Linked DNA regions of Podarcis muralis: region 2 is linked to region 1. Evidence: chromatin contacts called from public Hi-C data. All regions are on one chromosome and are shown on one strand. Each heading gives the region's core, a stretch centred on a gene start, on an enhancer-like site or on the middle of the called end of the contact. The rest is flanking DNA. Distances are from core to core; before and after follow the strand shown.

Region 1 (6,225 bases), core at 1,240-3,739:
TACTGATGTACAGAGGCAGTAATACAATTTAGTATAGAAAAGAGAACACAGAAATTGTTAAAAAAAATAAATCACAAAATTGGTTAATGGCAAACCCACAAGTGTGAAAATAATTGCCCTAATCCAGCTCTAGTTATACACAAAATGTGGGTGGTGCTGCATATATGAATGCACATCCCAATGAAACAAAGTAGTTGAGCTGGACATCCAAATTGATATGTAGAGGTAGATACAGCTCTGGTTTGGGAATAGATTCTGACTCAGAGAAGGGATGCTTACATGCACAGATCTCTGGATCAGGTTATAAAAGACAAGCAGTAAACTAAGATGATTGCCATTTTCTTTAAATACACACATTTGTGAAGTGAATATTATACAAACAAAAGTTAATATAAAAAACCCCACCACATTGTAATATATATCTCTCCACAATTTCAAAGATGAGGGGAAATGACTTGCCAATTGTTATAGATCTAACAAGTATTTTACCGTACTTCCCTGCTTTTAAACTCAGTCCATGGATGCATGGGTCAACTCAGTCCATAGATGCATTTATTTATTTATTTTTGCCTTCCCTCATATAATAACTGTGTATCAGGTTTTCTATGTTTTTAGCAGCTCTCATTTTTATATGTAAGCTGCCTTGAGTCCTGACAGGGAAAAAGGTGGAGTATAATTAAATATATAAAAACAACAACAATGTCCTAATAAAGCGATTCAATTGTCTCTGAAAACTTCAGTGGAGGGTTTAAGCCCCAATCTAATAACCTGGACAAGTAGCTCACCTTGTCATTCCAATATTTCCTTTTATTCAGAATGAAATAACCACATGATACATGAAAGAAACTCCTCCACCCAGCGGCCTTATTTTTCCTGGGCTGATGTATTATAAAAGACTCCTTGTACCACTGCATCCCTCCCTGCTGTCATTCTCCCTTGCTACACAACAGCCTCTCAATTCAAAGAGCAGGCATCAATTTTAAATGCTGACAGGGTGTCACTGTCCCTGTTTTCCACCGTCCGCCTCTCTTCGGCTTCCGTCCTCGCCTCCTCCTCCTCCTCCTCCCGCCCGTCACCTGCTCCCTCCTCCTCCTCCCCGGCGGCCTTGTTCTTCCAGGTCAGCTCTCTACACACCTTCTCTGCCTATTCATGCAGGGTGTGTAGGTGCGCCAAGGAGGCAGCGAAAGAGAAAAGCCGTGTGTCAAGGCAACCGCCTGCATTTCCTTGTCAACAAAGCCAAAGCTTCCCAATAACGCACGCGCCTTCAGCTCCCCCCCCCCCCAAAAAAAACACACCGCACGGGGGACAACTTCCCTCCCCGAGACTAACGTAGCGCACAAACACACGGCCTTTCATCTTCTCCCACCGCCACGTCCAAACCTCACCACAAAGGCCCGCCTCATGCATCAGCACTGACCTCCTCTCCCCGAAACCTGCTCCGAACAGCCGCCTTTTGTCGCCCCGCTCGGCGCACCCAGCCAGCCAGCCACTCCTCTCCCCTTCCCCGGCCAGCCTCGTCCCCACAATGACAGCTGCCCTAATCCAGAGCAAGGCCCCGGCCTGCCTTCCCTTCCCCTCTGCAGGTGCCTCGGGCTCCCTGCGCCGCCGCCGCCGCCTCCTCCTCTCTCCCCGCAGCTCCCCAGATTTACCTAGGGCCACCTCGCAGGCTTTGCGCAGCTGGGAATGGTGCGCCTTCTTCACCTCCTTGTCGGCCAGGATCTTCTCCAAGGCCCGGGTCAGGAACATGTTTTTTGTCTTCTTCCCCTCATACATGGGGACGCAGGGGGAGAGGGGAGAAGAGGGAGCTGGTTCGGTGCCTCTCGCCGCAGCTGCCCGGGCGGCACCCCTGGCGAAGGAGCCCCAAGCGCAGCTTCTTCCCACCTCCGGGCTGGGCTCGGGCAAGAACGGCGACTGCGGACCTCGCTCGGGGTGGGGGGAAAGGAGAACCGGCCCTCCGGAGAACGCGCAGCCCTCAGAGCCGGCTGGCCTCCGCCTCCATTAGCAGCAGCGGCGGCGGCGGCAGTAGGAGCAATAGCAGCGGCGGCGGCAGCAGCAGCAGCAGCAACCTCCTCCTGCGCTCGCCATGTTGGAAGGAAACGACGTCAAGGCCGCCGCGGCCCGAGTGGCTGCAGAGGAGGAAGCGGCAGCGGCGGCTGGCTGCTGCTGTTTCTCCAAGACCGGGAGGAGGCGCAGCCGCAGGGAGCGAGCAACACCACCAGCAGCGCTGGCGAGGCTGAGCCGGGACAGGCGGCCGGCCCCGCGCTACAGGTGTGAGCAGGGGAGGGGCCTCGCCGCCGCCGCCGCCTCCTGCCTCTGAGAGCAATGGGGGAAAGAGGCTGAGCGGCGCCGAGGCTGCAGACCAGAGCGCGCTCAGCCTCCCTCACGGAGTTCCTACGCGGCGGGGGTTTCTCTCTCCTTTGCCCCTGTCACTTCGGATTTCCCCTCAGACGCTTCCCGGTGGTGGCAGAGACTCCTTCCGGCTAGCCAAAGGAAGCTCGCCCTGGTCTGCTTGTTACCTCGGATTGGAGCCCCGCCTTCTCCCCCATGCCTCCCTTCGGGCAGATATGTCTCACTGCTCGCTCAGTGGTGATGGGGCAAATCGCAAGGGGGTTTGCCGGCCACTGTGCTTTTTTTTGTGTGTGGTCGTTTGAAGATTGCATAGAAATGACACTGACTGTGAGCTCTTAACGTTTTGGAGGCAAACCAAGAAGTGGAACCTTAAAAACTGTGATACAAACTTTTGTGGACTAGAGTTCTCTTTGTCAAATACAACATTATATACAAGAACATTTATCATATATTACACACACTCTTTATGCAACTAATGGTGGGTTCTATTCCATAAAGAATTATGCCACAATATGTTGGGTTTGAAGATGCCACAATATACCTTATATATGTTTACTGTAACAGACTCACACAGCCATGTCACCTCATTTATTACTGGAAACTAAAGCCCATTATTTCAAAGTAAGTATGGCTGGGATTGCAGTCAGGGTGAATGAACAAATGGAAGTTTCTTCATGTTGTCCAGTTAAGCCACACCTAAGAAAAAAGCTGAGAGATAGCCAGTAATCAATTTACATAGCCCTAGCAACTGACTGAACTTTCTTAGGAAAGCCTGTTTGCATGCTGTGAATCATGGCTTTACACCAGGGGTCTGCAACCCGCGGCTCCGGAGCCGCATGTGGCTCTTTTACACCTTTGCCGCGGCTCTGGGGCGGATACTAGCGAGGGAGGAGGCGCATTGTGTGCCCCGACACTCCCCACTGTGGCGGGCGCTGTACTGGCTATGACGTCGCATGGGGGTGGTTGCGTGCGTTACGATCCTGTATATATAGCATTAAGGTAAGAAACAATATATGCAGTGTTATATTTGTTTTAAATGTCGCAATGCGGCTCCCAGTTTTTTTTCCTTCGAAAACGGGTCCAAGTGGCTCTTTTTGTCTTAAAGGTTGCAGACCCCTGCTTTACACCAAGCATGGATAACCACCAGACCTATCATCTAACCCTACAATTTGTGTAGTGGAATGGCATTAAGAAAGTGGTAAAACCATTTTTAAAACATACCTGGATGCCACATGTTCCAGACTTGTTTTCTAGCATTTTCATTTAGCTGTGAAAGACATCAGCGAGCAGTGTGCTAGCGTACATGCTTTCAATACCAAAAGTCAAGGTTCAATAACTGGCAGGTCTTCCTGTCCCCCTTTTTGAGGGCAAAAATTGAAGAGTGAATTAATACAATTAGAATTAGAGGCAATATAAGTTAAACCAAATCATGTTGTACCTGTTTTCCTACCCTACTTTTCTAGTTTTTGTATACTTTGCCGAAATCCTCAGGTAGAACTACACTCTGTGGATCTGCTTCTAGGTCTCACATTTAAGAGGGAGAGAAGCACCTACTATTTTTACATTTTTGTCATAATATATTAGGGAGTCTACCCAGCCAAAGTAAAGTGCTTTAAAATTTCACTCTGAAATTTCTCTCTTTGCTGGGCGCATGCAGTTGCTAAAGTAGCTGCAGGTACATAGAGAAAGCTGTTCCTCAAATAACCTGACGCATTGTCCCTGGAAACCTAGTTTAAATTAATCCACACACAATCACCTCTAGCACAGATACCCATGCTCCACTCTACAGGTATTTAATGATCCTTTTGGTCTAATTGTCTTAATTCTAGACTATTCAAGTTGTGCTCAAAAGATAAAATTAATATACTGTGTATGCAGTCTGAGAATTGCAATTTACACTTTTGGATAGGTAGCGATGCCAAAAAAACTTCAGTCATGCTTTAATTTTGTTTTTATTAAGTAGATTGACACAGCTTTTTAGTATATTTAATAAATTACATAGTATAAATACAATATAATGTAAGGCCTGAGTCACAGAAAATGTTTGTCAAAGTAAAAATAAGGAGTACCAATGTTATTAACTGCCAGCTTTTTTCTCTTTGACTGAAACACTTAAAATTATTAATTCTCTGAAATACTGAGATGCCATCTACAACTCGTGTGCCTGTGTGTATGGCTGGCTTTTTAATTCCTTAAAGCCTGGGTTGTGAAAATATCTGTCACCATTTTATAAGTCTAAAATGTCAGGGACCAATAGCAATTCTCATAAATGTTTGGCCTAAGAAAAATGAAGTGGTCAGAAGGCTCCTGGCCACTAGATGAACGTGGAGAAATTATAGGCTATAAGTGACAGGCAATCACAAATAAAAGACCTTTATGGGGCAGGGGGAGTAATTTTTGGCTTGATAGCATAGTGCCTTATTTCTGCAAAATGCACTGTTGCTTTCCCCTGCGGTTGTCTTTGCCCTATCAGTTTCCCTGTGTTAACAATTCATGGCCAGGATCCAAAACAATTTGTGATGTGACTCAGGGGGTCTGCTATACTTTAAAAGAAAAGTTTTGTGGTTTTTTTAAATAATCCCATTAGGTCTAAAGAAATCATTGGATCAATGCCTATGGATGTCTGGCCTTGGCTATGGACTGGATGAAGCTAAAGCTGAAGCTTAATACTGTTAAGACTGAAGTGTTCTTCATGGGCGGTTCCCAAGACTGAATGGGTGGGCCATGGCTTATTCTGGAATGGATTGCACTCCCTCTGAAGTAGCAGGCATGGGATACTTCTGGATCCATTACTGTTGCTTGAAGCTCAAGTGACTTCAGTAGTGTGACGTGCCTTCCATCAGCTTCAGTTGTGTCGCTATCTGGACAGGGATAGCCTAACTTCTGTAGCCTATGTCCTAGTAACTTCTAGGTTAGCCTACTGAAATGTGTTATATATATGGCTGCCTTTTTAAATCGTTTGGAAACTGCAGCTGGCACAGATTTTAGCAGTCAGGTTACTCCATGGGTCAAGATGGTCTGAGCACATGACACCAATCCCCGCTTGACAGTATGGGTTGGAAAGGTGCAGTATGTCTGCTCACTTCTGCCTTCAGTCAGTCACCTCACTCACTCTTCCTCACCAATATGTTTATCCAGGGGCAGCAGCAATTACTAAAGGAGCCATATTAGCATCAATGGGAGTATGGGAGTGAGTGAATAGTGGAGGCAAGTAGCAGCAATGCTGCAGCTTTAATGGCAGAACATTGGTCCATGGAGTGGAGGGACTCCAATGGCAGCAGCATCAACAATGGTCCCTTTTAATCTTTAGCCAATCTCCCTCTCATTTAAAGCAATTTAGGCAGGGCTTGTTTAGGTGTCACTGTGGTTATTTGGAAGGAAAATTACTCTGCAATTACCAACTGGTTTTGACAATGAGCTATTATATGTGGTGTGTGCACTTCTACATATTCAGTGTTGGCAAGCTTTTTGCTTGGTTCTGGTACATCTGCTGGACCATCTAGTCCTGTATCCTGTTACCACAGTGGCCAACCAGATCCCTGGGGGAAGCCTGCAGTGGAGGCAGAAAATTGTGGATTCCACATTAAAATATCGAGACAATGTATCTTTACAATATATTTGCAGCAGCCCTAGAATGAGTTAATATGGATACATAAGCAGGAATTCCTGGCAATAGACTGGGGAGGGGGTTGCAGGGCCCCGATCCAGGCATGGCATATCAGGCCCAGGATATTAAATTTGTCACCACTGTTGTGGCAACATGGGAGGGAAATCACCAAGAGGTATTCATGCAATCATAGAATCGTATAGTTGGAAGGAACCCCAAGGGTCATCTAGTCCAATCCCCTGCAAGGCTGAAATCTCAACTAAAGCATC
Region 2 (7,145 bases), core at 1,490-3,989, 130 kb before region 1:
TTTTTGTAAATAATGAGCTTGTTGTTCACTTAACAAAAGCAGAAATTAAATTGAAGAAATTATTTTCTTCACAATTTCTAAGACAATTAAGATGTACATAAAATGGAGAAAATGAAGCAGTAAGAATATGCATAAAAAAACACAACATTGAAGCCCTTCAATAAGGTAACTAGAGGAGAAAAATGTATCTGAACTAAATCTGATCCAAACTTATACTCAACTGGTGGTGTAAGTGACAGCATATTGGGGTTAAGGGCAACACATGTTGTTCATAAATTACAAACTGAGGTGTCTCCAATCCCAGATGTGATTATAAACAGTTTTAACACAATGCTAATTTGCTAAAAGGAAATCAGTCTTCCCTTTTTACCTGCTTTGCATTTTCTATATACGCAGCCATATATTCATATGCAGCAGCCTGAGCGTTAACTCGTGTTTCAGTGCCTTCGACTGGTAAAGCAAAGCTGTCCATGATAATCATAGTTTCGCCATCCACTTTTCCAAGCATTAAGCCCATCACTTCCAAATTGCCTCCTGACCTAGCATGCATGACCATCTTCAGGAGGGCCAGAGCAGAGATCTTGCAGTACTTGAAATAGTGGTGACTGCAATGGAAAAACAAAAGAGCTTAGCACAATATCTATTATGACAGAAAAGGAAAAGAAGAAACACAAAGTACAATAGATGATTTAAGGCAAGAGAGCTCACCCTGAAACTCAGAATCAATAAAATGATACGGGACAAGATTTTGTTTATAAAAAATATTTTTTAAATCAACCAGATATGAAATACCAAGGTGGTGTACAGCAGTATGCAGAGGCAATAAAAACAATGCCACCATAAAAAATACAAAATAATCACAAAAATGACTGGCCCACCTTTGGAAAATTTAAATCACTGAATGTAAAGCACTATCTTAATAAAAACATATTTGAGACATCTGAAAGTTAGCAGTGAGAATGCCTGCTGAATCTTCGCATGGGACCAGGGACACTAAATACTTCTAGCTGAATTAAGTTGGGCATCTGTAACAAAGAGGACAACTAAGAGTACTTATCAGAGTGATGTAAGGCCTCAATACTGTACAAGAAATTTGAACCTGGCTTGGCGGCATGTGGGCAGCCAAATATTTTAGCAGAGGTGTCAAATTCTGTTGGCCATTTGCCTTCCTCAGCAGTCTAGCTGCAACACTGCACTAGCTGGAGTTTCAGTACCAGGCCCAAGGCCAGCCCTACACAGAGCACATTGCAGTAATCCAGTCTTGGGATTATCAATACAAGGACTATAGTGGTCAGGAATAGATGGCATACCAGGTGAAGCTGGAGAATTGCAATAGCTAAACACAGAGGTTACAGATATACTCAACAGTATAGTACATACCCATATGCACCTACTTAAACCATAAGATCTTCTACGGTCCTTCTTCAGGAGGTGCATATGGTAGCTACTGACAAAAAGGTGTTTTCATTTATGGTAGCCTGGCTATAAAATGCTCTCTCCAAAGAGGCTCACCACATGCCTAATCTGATGTCATTTCAGTAAAATCTTTTCATTGTTCCAGGCCTTTAAATCTGTTCCTGCTACAAAAAAACATTATCACTAGAGCTATGGATTTTTAATGATATATATTTTATAGATTTATTATGCATATTTTAATCGCCTTTATATTTGTTGTATGGCACCCAGAGAACATGGTTATAGGGTGGCAAATAAATATTTCAAACTAATAAAATAGATCCAGATTTCAAAAGAACAAAATGTTTCTCTCTTAATGTAACAAGCAACCTATGTTGTACAGCAGTAAATTGTGTGGATGTGAGAAACCCAGGTACATAATCCTGCTTCAATTAAGACAGAATGACTGACCCCTCACACATTTGGGAATAGCTAGAAAATTGTGAGAAGGGGGAGTTCCAGAAGTGTGTGGGTTACTTATTTTCTCCCAGAAGAGGCCTTTGACTTCTCAGCATACAACATTTTAAGACGTTTCATTTGCTAGTAACATTTGTTCTTGGGAGGCTGCTTGTTTTTCCATTTCATAACCCCCCCCCCCCGCCTTGCCTTCACTCAGTGTCAAAATGAAGGAGTCATGGCGTGTCTGTGTGTTGATATGGGGCATTCACCCATCATTTCTACTTTCCTTGGATTTAACTTTGACTCCCCGCCTTCCCTCGTTCACCCCATCTTTACAAACGACTGTCAAGACTTGTTACTTTTTCTTCTCTTAAGACCTCCAAGAGGCAATCTTTCTTACCTGCACCTGTCCAGAGTTTTGCATTTTGATCTTTCCTCTTACTCACCTCTACCTCTTCTTGTCAAGTCCTACATGAGAGGTAATATCTAGGGCAGGTGCATCATCACAGCCCCTCGCCCTTCCTCTCCCGGGACCAAACAGCACCGGGGTCCGGGCCGAGTCCTTTGATCCTCCCCCGCTTTGCCCACCCGCTCACTTACTCCTTGGTCCACGGCTTCGCCGCCAGGATCTCCTGCTGCTGCTTGCGGTCGTACTTATAGATCTCATCGATGCTCTGCGCCTCCTGCATGTTGTTGGCCATCTCCCACGTCTTCTGGGCCATCCCGCTCCCGGAAGGGCCGGCCGCTGCCATCTCACCGGGTTCCTCAGGCCGAGCCGAGCCGGGCCCTGCTAGCCGATGATAGACCCTCCGGGCAGTCGAGCCTCCCGGCCTGCTTGCCGCAACAGAGCGAAGCAAGCGCGGCGGAAGTGGGTGTAGGCGCTGGGCAAGCGGGCTGGGCGGGGATAGAGAGTCCCCCGCGAATGGTTCCGCCCGCTCCGCGACGCCTCGAGCTGGCTCGCCCGCCCCCTAGCGAGAAACGGTGGAATTAGCCTCCCGCGCGGAGAACGGCCATCCCAGTCTTTTCGCAGGGACGGGGTTGCCCATCGAGGAGAGGCGTCGTGGCACGAGCCCTCCTGCGAGTCAGTCATTAACCCGCTCTGCCCCGAAATAATTATTCCCACCCCACGTCTGAATTCCAGGAAAGAAAAAATTATATCCACGTCTTCCCTGCCATCGCAAAGCCCGCCTTTTATTTGTGAGGGCAAACTACTCCACATTTTAAAGTGAGTTTCTGGTATCTAAAAAACATGACATCCCAATGGCGCATTATGGGGTATGCCTTCCCGCTTATAGCTTTCACCTCTGAAATTTAAAACCAGAGGCTGGGCTGCCACCTGTCAGGGGAGCAGGAGTCCCCTCCTGCATTGTGGGTTCTGCGTTGAGCACTACGTGACACCCGAGATCCCTTTCAACTCTTAAAATTCTATTCTATGAAACGTTCCCTGTTAATCTATTCTATTGAGCTTTGTTTTGAAAGAACATATAAGAACGCATCGAAGGAAGCCGGAATAATATTTGTAAACAATCCCCTTCTCTGCTCCACCATAATCAATGCATTTTCATCTGTTGAGGCACTCCTCATATTCTGCATCACCGTGTTGTTCTTGACTCTGTGTACACACCATACTTTTAAGACTGTGCACGCACTATACGTACCTTTTTTTAAGTACTGTACATTTATCCCTCGCTTACAATTCCCAGCAACCCTTAACAAACTACAGTGCCCAGAATTCTCTGAGGGAATAATATAGGGCATAGGGGCGTGTTCTTTAACTCTTATTTGCTTAGAAACAGAGCTTCTAGATTTTCCCCTAATATAGTCAAGTGCAGAGAGAGTGTGTTCTTATCTATCTCTATATTGAGGAGAGATCTGGCCATTCAAGAAAGTGAAAGAACATCACGCCTATATTCCAGGGTGCGGAATACAAACACCTCCGTTTCCAACAACATTGCCTAGCTAGCCTTTGATTGTGCCGTTTGCACTCGCCCCGCGACGAAGTGATAGCAAAAAAAAAAAAAAAAAAGCATGTTTCTCCGAGCATGCACAGAGCGCCTGCCCTTCGCTGCTGTGCAACCACGCGCAACTCTCAAAACACCTGATGTTAAAAGGATTTAAAGGAGGCACTTTAAAGGAGTGCTAAAGGAGTAGCACTTAGCACCTTTCCTTTCCAGGAGACAAAACCCCCTTAAGGCGCTGTTCTACTCAGCTACAGGTTTTAGGCCGGGTTTCCACTTGGCGACAAGCACCAGAGGGAGCTGTTCGTGCGCGGCAGCCCCGTCCCCTCTCCGGCCGTTAGGCTGGCTCCTCCCCGAGAAGGCGGAGGGCTGGAGCGACTTCGGCGGAGCGGCGAGGCGAGGCGACGGGAGGCGCTGCCGTAGCAGCTGTTTGACAACCCGCCGGCGGCTGGGCCTCTCCGGAGAGAGAGGTGCGTTTCGGGCGGGTTCCGAGCGGCTGCAGCTCCAAAGACCTCGGACGAGAGAGAGAGGCGCGCACCCGTCCGGTAACTTGGGTCGCTCTCTGGAGAGGGTTGGGAAGTGCGCGCAAAGAAGAGCGCATCCCACTTCCCCGGGGGTGGAATATTCGCCCTAAGTAGACGAGGGTGAGGAAGGGGCGTCTTGGCGCGCGCGGGGTGCTGAGGGAAGTCCCCGCATGCATCCTTTAAGAGTTTGGGGGGGAGTTTGGGGCTCTCCTCGAGGGGCTTCGCTCGGGTAGGGGGGAGTTTTTGTGCGCGCAAAATCCTCTTTTTTTTGGGTGGGGGGGAATGTTGCACCTTGAAGTCTTATTCCTCGGACTGGGAGTTGTGCCTTTCTGTAGAGGAGCGCAGACTGCGCGGGTCCAGGAGTGCGGAGAGGCCCCGGTTTTTGTTGTAATCTGGTTGCCTAACAACGCCGTATAGCTTCTTAAAGAGACCGACGCCCTGGGCAGGCGCGGAAGCAACAGTTGCTCTTCTCTTCCGAGCCCACCCTTTCTTTCCTCAACCTCCCCTATTCTGTGACTCCCTTTGTTGATGCCTGGAGATAGGGAAGGTTTCTGCTCTCGGGTATCTGTGGCGCCTTAACCATTTCGCATGGATGTGAAGAAGGGCTTCAAAGACGAAAATATGTAAAGTTACCAGCCCATGAATGAACAGCATCTGTTCAAGGGACTCTTCTTATGGACGGTCAAGACAGTTTTGTCATAAGCGTCTAGCTTTATGAATACCTCCCAAAATACATACAATGTGATTGTAAGTATGTTTACTCAGAAGCAAATGCGGCCGAGTGCAGTGGTACTTACTAATAAGTGTACAAGGGATTGTAACTTTAGTATTAAGGAATGGCTAGTGGTAGTGTGAAACGTTTCGAAAGCATTAAAGCCAACAAATAATATATCTGAAGGCCAGTGATCATTTCCACCATTTAGTGAATAGAAGTCTGTTTCATTTACAAACTGGTTTGCTAGTGAATCTGTTAGTCAGACTATTGCATATAGATTTCTTCAAGGAGTGGTTTTGAGGCAATCTCGGTTCATTGTTATGGGCTGCAATAAATAGCTGTGAAAGGTGGCTTCTTGGCCTTAGTAACAAATAGAGGTTTTTACCAAGTAAAAGTTGAGGTTGGGAATGCATTTCCAATATATTCAGCACCAGTCTAGAAACAGGTGGGCCACTTGTTGAGTGTGCAGTGCAGGCTTTATAAATTTTGCTGCAGAGGGCAAAAGACTGCACTGCTGCTGCCTCAGTTGAATTCAGTAGGGCTGACTTATGAACTGCCATGATTAAAATTGCAGTTCTCTTACTAACCCTTATTTACCTGGAAGTAAGCCCCATTGAATGCTTGCTTCTGAGTAGACATGACTCAGGGCAGAATGATATTTGCTGCCACCTGGGGCATATCCTCTAGCTCCAGCACTGCAGGTGTGTTAAATAACACTGGCATAGTTGGATCATTATCTTCTGAAGCCACAGCTCCCTCTTTTTGTGATATCACTGCCAAAGCAATGGTCTGGTAAATGAGGCTTTCCCTGTGGTGACATTGGTGGAACTAACTGTAGAAATCTCTTAAAGGATATCTGATTCCCACTCTCATTGACCATGCAGGCTGCTCTTTCAGTGACCTGACTGGACTGGTGAAAAAGCAGGTTGACCTTTTGTCACTAGCATGGCTTATTTAGTGCATTTTTACTCTGCTGTTCAGCCAAAAAGGCTTCCAGAGTAGCTTACATATTATCAATAAAAAATAAGTTTTGTAATCTAAAATACATGACACAAAATGAAAAAAGGATGGGGAGGAAAGAGGTGGGTAAAGCAAACTCAGACACCAAAGTTAAATAGCAGTTTTTATAGTGACCAGCTGGAATGAAAACAGTTCCAGGATTGAGGAGCCTGACAGAACTGACCTTTCAGTAGAATGCTGATGGATTGGCCCTGCTTGACAACTGCTGCAACCTATTGGAGTGGTTTCTCTTTGGCGATCACCTCCACCTTGTTGTCGAGTCTGGTTTACATTAGGCAGGTGGTTGGTGAAGTTCAAGGGTAGATATTCAACTGGCACTGATGCTGAACAACTGAGCAGCAGGGGTTCTGTTCAAAGAACCTGACAGTGTTTGTGGCGATGAAAAGCTCTGCTGTTGCCATTTTTGTAACAGTACCATCTGGCAAGGCATTTCTGGTAAATCCAGGCCATCTCTGTTTGAAGGTCAAGTTCTCTCTGTGGTTCAATATTACTTGCTTGCCATATACCAAACTTTGACAACAATGCTGCAGTTTCCAATACGTATAACCATCATACTGCTGCAGGGAGGCAGGAGAGGAGTTCTGAGGTTTTGTTGTAGAATCTTTTCCCACTGGGGGCTTTCAAGGGATACTGCTCATGAGGAAACGCTTATGCTACGCTTTAGCCAAACTTCTTCCTTTGCAGGGATTACAATTATTCTGTGAACCGCCCTGAGACCCCCAGGTATAGGGCGGTATATAATTAAATAAATAATAATAACTTGGTGTGAATACTAGGACCAAACTATAAGATTGGCTTTATGTATTGTCTGATGCTAATTGGCACTGAGATCTCAAACGGCTGCTTGGCTTGTGAGGGGAGAATAACTGAATTTTTTTTCTCTCACTGATAAATTGGTAAACTTATGCTTACTTATTTACTGCATTTTTATACTGCACACTAATAAGTTACCTGCGTGGTAGACATTTTTTTAGCATATAATATATAGACATATGAACTTAACAAGTTAAAATAACTGCTGTTTTCTGCAGCACTTTGACCCGAACTTATGAATGTTTGATCCTGAACTGATAG

What was found. A called contact is a pair of places that touch in the nucleus more often than the background predicts.
Region 2: a contact with region 1 is called in a Hi-C map of tail, with 2.6 times the contacts expected there. The contact joins the promoter of COPS5 here to the promoter of ARFGEF1 in region 1. A contact is called at or near these places in 2 of 3 Hi-C or Micro-C datasets (blood and tail).

The regions. Positions count from the first base shown.
Region 1 is chr8:34,252,297-34,258,521 of rPodMur119.hap1.1, reverse strand. It overlaps ARFGEF1 (ARF guanine nucleotide exchange factor 1), which reads right to left and starts at 2,489. Exons shown (of 39, transcript XM_028736768.2): 1 at 1,650-2,489. The coding sequence starts at 1,773.
Region 2 is chr8:34,382,242-34,389,386 of rPodMur119.hap1.1, reverse strand. COPS5 (COP9 signalosome subunit 5) reads right to left here and starts at 2,739. Exons shown (of 8, transcript XM_028736797.2): 1 at 2,455-2,739; 2 at 371-605. The coding sequence starts at 2,606. The region is part of intron 1 of CSPP1 (centrosome and spindle pole associated protein 1); the gene reads left to right.